2 separate regions of the Pan troglodytes genome follow, and region 1 is linked to region 2. The links are chromatin contacts, called in public capture Hi-C maps. All regions are on one chromosome and are shown on one strand. The core of a region is the stretch at or near the end of the contact, and the rest is flanking DNA. Distances in the headings are between cores, read along the strand shown. Region 1 has its middle 50 kb from the start of USP7. Region 2 overlaps USP7 (ubiquitin specific peptidase 7).

Evidence for each region. Capture Hi-C pulls out chosen DNA fragments and counts their contacts.
Region 1: a contact with region 2 is called in a capture Hi-C map of stem cell-derived neural stem cells, with 2.9 times the contacts expected there. The contact joins two enhancer-like sites. A contact is called at or near these places in 4 of 7 Hi-C or Micro-C datasets (blood, induced pluripotent stem cells and stem cell-derived neural progenitor cells) and 1 of 1 other capture datasets (stem cell-derived neural stem cells).

What each region holds. Positions count from the first base shown.
Region 1 is chr18:11,646,309-11,649,008 of NHGRI_mPanTro3-v2.0_pri, reverse strand. No RefSeq gene overlaps it. Among named protein-coding and RNA genes, the nearest start is that of USP7, 50 kb to the right of the region's middle. Within about 2 kb of position 1,393, at least 2 of the 24 cell types and tissues checked have an H3K27ac peak or open chromatin away from gene starts, as enhancers often do. A contact at or near this core is called in stem cell-derived neural stem cells, where this site is marked.
Region 2 is chr18:11,543,524-11,546,223 of NHGRI_mPanTro3-v2.0_pri, reverse strand. USP7 (ubiquitin specific peptidase 7) reads left to right here. Exons shown (of 31, transcript XM_024349753.3): 12 at 2,035-2,144. Among named protein-coding and RNA genes, the nearest start is that of LITAFD, 25 kb to the right of the region's middle. Within about 2 kb of position 1,268, at least 1 of the 24 cell types and tissues checked has an H3K27ac peak or open chromatin away from gene starts, as enhancers often do. A contact at or near this core is called in stem cell-derived neural stem cells, where this site is marked.

The DNA of each region.
Region 1 (2,700 bases), core at 144-2,643, 100 kb before region 2:
TGGACGTGTCACTTTGCTCACATTCTATGAGCCAGAGTTTAATCAAGTGGCAAACACGGTCTTCTCTGCGTGCTCAGGTAACACACAGGGACCTAGTACTGAAGAAAGAAGAGGAGAATGGCTATCAGGGGAAAGTTAGAATTCACTGCCACAAGCTGAAGGAAGAAAATCTCAGGCAGAAGGAATTACAATTGCATGCACACACAGGCTTTCAGAGCAAATGATACTTGAGCTGGGTATTAAAGATGTTTGGAGTGAGCTGGGTGGAGAGGGCAGCCTGGGTAGAAGCAAGGAGACCAGAAAGATGCCAGTGTCTGGAGACAAGAAGCCCAGTGTGCCTGGAGCACTGACAGCAACACAAATCTTGAGATGCAGCTGCCACCCTCCCTGTGTTATAGGTAAATAAAGCTCAGAGAGGTTCAGAAACTTGGCCAGGATCACAGGCTGGACTCTGTGAGGCTCAGGTGTAGTCAGGATTCAACTGATGAGGTCAAGAATCAAACCCATGCTTATAGGATGCCTACAGGCTTACGGTTTTTCTCTGCTCAGTAGGATTTTGGGTTTTGTTTTGTTCTCTGCATAAAATCACTGGTTCTCAGTCCTGGCTGCACATTATAAACACCTGAGAAGGTTTTTTTTGTTTTTTTAGTATCCAGGTTGGTCATAGTGGCTCATGCCTGTGATCCCAGTGCTTTGGAAGGCTGACTTGGGAGGACTGCTTGAGGCCAGGAGTTTGAGACCAGCCTGGGCAATATAGTGAGACCCCAGTCTCTTAAAAAAAAAAAAAAAAAAAACTAGCTAGGTATGGTGGCATGCACCTGTAGTCCCAGCTACTCAGGAGACGGACGCAAGAGGATTGCTTGAGCCCAGGAGTTCGAAGCGGCAGTGATCCATGATCTTGCCACTGCACTTCAGCCTGGGCAACAGAGTGAGACCATGTCTTAAAAAAAAAAAAAAAAAGTCAGTGGGGTGGGCCACACCCCCCAGACCCATTGAACCAGGCTTTCTGGACATGGGGCCCAGCCATCAGTATTTTTTTTTAAAGTTCCCCACCTAACACCAACATGCAGTCAGGTTTGAGATCCTCCTATATCCCAGATCATGTTCTGGTGACCCCAGATTCCTTATTCCTACTGTCCAGATGGATGTGATTTCGTCATACCTCTTAATGCGAGTACCAGAAGATTCTAGAAGTTGGGGGAGGAGGCTTGCAGAATCCAAAGCAGAACAGCCCGTGTTCGCTCTGCTCCAGCACGAGGCCTGGGTGATTTATTCCCACGTCTTGCTGTCCCATTTGCAAGAAAAGGAACTCAGAGTATCTCCCTCCGCTGGTTTGCTCACTACGACTCCCACCAGGTGAGAAACAGGAGCCGGACTTGGCATGGGGGCAGGCAGGCAGCTGCTGCCGCCGCCTCCTCCTCCCGGGAGCTCAGTCCCAAAGTGGTCCAGCCTGCTTCCCTCCCACCCCTGCAGGCGGCAGATGGAGCTCGCGTCCTCCGCACGCACCGTCGTCGCCCCCAGCCGGCCCTGTGCTGGCAGAGAGGGGAGAGGGGACGCCAATGGGAAGAACAGCTCCCCCACTGCTGGGTGCGCCCGGATTAATTCTGTAGCCTGGGAAACGCAAAGGGTCTCCAGGGCTCTCCTCGCTTGGAGTCACTTTTTCCCTTTAACATCCAAATCCGGGAGCTCCTATCCCCATCTCAGGACTCCCACCTGAAACCGAAGGCCGAGGGGGCGGTGTGGCTCATGCCTGTGATGCCAGCACTTTGGGAGGCTGAAGTGGGAAGATCGCTTGAGGCCAGGAGTTGGAGACCAGCCTGGGCAACACAGCGAGACCCCTGTCTGTCCAAAAATAAATTAAATTTTTTTTAGACAGTTTCGCCCTTGTTGCCCAGGCTGGAATGCAATGGCATGATCTCGGCTCACCACAACCTCCGCCTCCCGGGTTGAAGTGATTCTCCTGCCTCAGCCTCCCGGGTAGCTGGGATTACAGGCATGCGCCACCACGCCCAGCTAATTTTTGTATTTTTAGTAAAGACGGGGTTTCTCCATGTTGGTCTGGCTGGTCTCGAACTCCCGACCTCAGGTGATCCTGCTGCCTTGGCCTCCCAAAGTGCTGGGATTCCAGGCATGAGCCACTGCGCCCACTTTCTGTGCACTGTAGGCTATTTAGCAGCACCCCTACCCTCAGCCAGCCAGATGCCAGGAGCATCCTGCCACCCTCCCCCTATTTATGACACCAAAAATGTCTCCAGACACAGCCAAATGTCCACTGGGAGAGGGAAGAATCACTCCTCCTTTGCCCGTCATCCCTATTTGAGGACTTCTGACCTGAAGAAGGAGGCTCTTAGCTGTGAGTAATTATGGACCAGAGGGGCTGGGAAAACCAAGCTTGTGAATTCTGAATCTGGATTTCTTTCAAAGTAAGGCCCCCAAAGCGTGTTGTTTGCTGATCTAGAGAAACCCTGCACGAAACAAATTCTTACCTGTCCCTGAAGCTTTCTGGGGTTTTGTTTGTTTCTATTTTAATGTTGTGAGAATAAAATAGATGTTTGTATGAAAATTTAAATTGTTTGGTTGGGCGCAGTGGCTCATGCCTGTAATCCCAGCACTTTGGGAGGCCAAGGCGGGTGGATCACCTGAGGTCAGGAGTTCGAGACCTGGTGAAACCCCGTCTCTACTAAAAATACAAAAATTAGC
Region 2 (2,700 bases), core at 19-2,518:
ACCTTACTGGTGTCACTGCTCCAGTTTTCCCTCAGTTTCTCCTGGTCACAAGTGGGATTTCTTAGTAAGTTGGACTGTGTTTAGGTTGTGTTGCTTTATTTTTAAATGTATTTTTAATGAATTTAGTTTTCTGAGGATCACAACTTTAGAATGAGTAGTGTGTTCTCTAGGGTTGTGTCCCCCAGGTTTCTGGGCATCTGACAGAGCAGTGAGCATGGTGGGCAACCAGGTGGCCAGCCCCTGCTTGGATGAAGGGAAATGGGCTGTTCCTGGCTGCTGGTCTGGCTGGTCTGTTGGATCTGCAGTGTCCTCATGGATCCAGTGATCCAGGGTCTGTTTTGTAATCTTATAACCTTGACTCATTGACTCAACTAATTTATAATTAAAAATGTCAGTCTGGCCTGTGCTTACAAAGCCTGCCAATGTATAGTTCATGGTGCCTGTGTACCCATTTTGTAGTCAGCTGTCAGCTCCAAATGTACTCTTCTGCTAGGTCAGTCCAGTTGAACTGAGGGACTGAGGTATAGATCAGAAAGTTGCTTTTTTTTTTTGAGACGGAGACTCGCTCTGTTCCCCGGGCTAGAGTGCAGTGGCGCGATCTCGACTCACTGCAACCTCTGCCTCCCAGGTTCAAGTGATTCTTCTACCTCAGCCTCCCAAGTAGCTGGGACTACAGGCGCCCGCCACTATGCCCAACTAATTTTTGTATTTTTAGTAGAGATGGGGTTTCACCATATTGGCCAGGCTGGTCTCGAACCCCTGACCTTGTGATCCGCCTGCCTCGGCCTCCCAAAGTGCTGGGATTACAGGCGTGAGCCACTCGCTCATCCAGAAAGTTGCTTTTTAATGAGAACTTTGGCAGCTTGGTGTGATGAAGAAATATTCTGGTCTGTTCACGAGAATTATTGTTCTCTATTCTGGATGTTTTAGGGTCTGGTTGAGCAATATGTATTTGAGTCAAAGGCTCAGTGGACAGTAGTGGAGACAGAATCCTTTTATCTTTCAGACTGTATTAAAAACAGGCCCTTCCCCACTGTGGAGTGGGGTTCTGAGGTCTGTTTTTGTCTTTCCTGAGATAGCTCTGTCTTCTTAAATGAGCTCGTGTACACCAAAGAACCTTGGCATATGGGTGTGCCTTGTCATGGTCCCCAGTTCCTCCAGGTCTCTCGCTGGCTGCTGGGCAGGTGGATTTCCAGCCAGAAGGAAGGTCTGCATTGGAAATAGAGCTGTGAGTCAGACATGCAGTGAGGGCCCCTGACCGCCTGGCCGTGGTCGAGATAGGCAAAGCCTGATTTTACTGAGGAACAAAGAGCTGGCCAAGATGGAGCAGTGATAGAGCAGGGCAAGAGCTTAGAGTCCGGTGTCCCCATAGAAGGCTTGTTGAGAAGCTGGGGTGTCCTGTCCCACAGAGTCCGGCAGTCATCTGGGGAAGGGCCTTGCTGACACTGAATCAGAACATTTTCTTAGAAGTGGGATTGAACCATAAGCCCTAAGGGCGTGCCCTGTGATATATGGGTTCTTATGCAAACATCAAAGAGCCCAAGGAAAGGAAGCTTATAATCCTGCCGACCCATCACTGTGTTCATTGCTGCTTGTTCTGTTTGGGCATTTCATAAGCATACCTAATCTTGGGTAATTGTAACCAGAGTTTTCTGATTTTCCATTTAATGATTTTTCTGTGGGTCTCCATAATTTGCACAGTGTTTAATGACTGTATAACACAGCAGCAAATGACTGTCTAAATTTTCTTAACCATTTCTTCCCTGATTGCTGGGCATCGAGTTAGAATATAATCCAAGGTAAGAGAATCTCTCACAGTTAGTGCTGGTGCAGCATTATTTTAATAAACAAAGAGACCCATAAACAGACCTAAAGAAAACATTTCAAAGATGCCCTAAATGGACACCTAAACTTCCCTGCCTTTGTCTCCAGAGTCCCCAGACATGTTCCAGTCTTGCTGAACCGCTGTTGCTTTCATTGCTTCCAGGAGTAAGTAGAGGCTAACTACATTTGCATTTGTTTTTCAATGTTTAGGAAGCAGAGAAAGGTGTGAAATTCCTAACATTGCCACCAGTGTTACATCTACAACTGATGAGATTTATGTATGACCCTCAGACGGACCAAAATATCAAGATCAATGATAGGTAATCTATAGTGGGATATAAAGTTAAGATTTCATCATCATGCTGGTCTAGGGGGTTAGTCTCAGTGCTTTCCTCAGTCTTTATATTTTCAGTCCCACGTCTGATTTATTTAGATTTTCCTTCTACCTCTGTGTCCCAAGAGCCGCAGTGTTAAAGGAATGATTTTATGTCAAGTTTCAGAGGTCAACCTCTGCCGAGTCCATTTCCCCTCTCAGGATGCTTTGCCCAGTCCCAGCCCTGCTCTCAGCTATGGCTGATTTAAGTCCACAAGGATGGGGCTGTTTCTGCTTCACAGCTCTTGCATTCACAGGATTTCTAATAAATTTAATTTTGACCGATTATAAATGTTATTTCAGAGGGGACTTTTAGTGTATTCGTTTAAATAGGATTTTCCAATATTTTGTTGTCTCTCAGTTGGCGTCAACTTTTAGAATGTGCTAGAGTTTTCAAGAATGCTAAAGTAGTTGTTTGTATGCCAGTTACAAGTAGTTATTTTATTTTTATTTACTTTGTTTTATTATGTTTTTGAGACACAGTCTTGCTGTGTCGCCCAGGC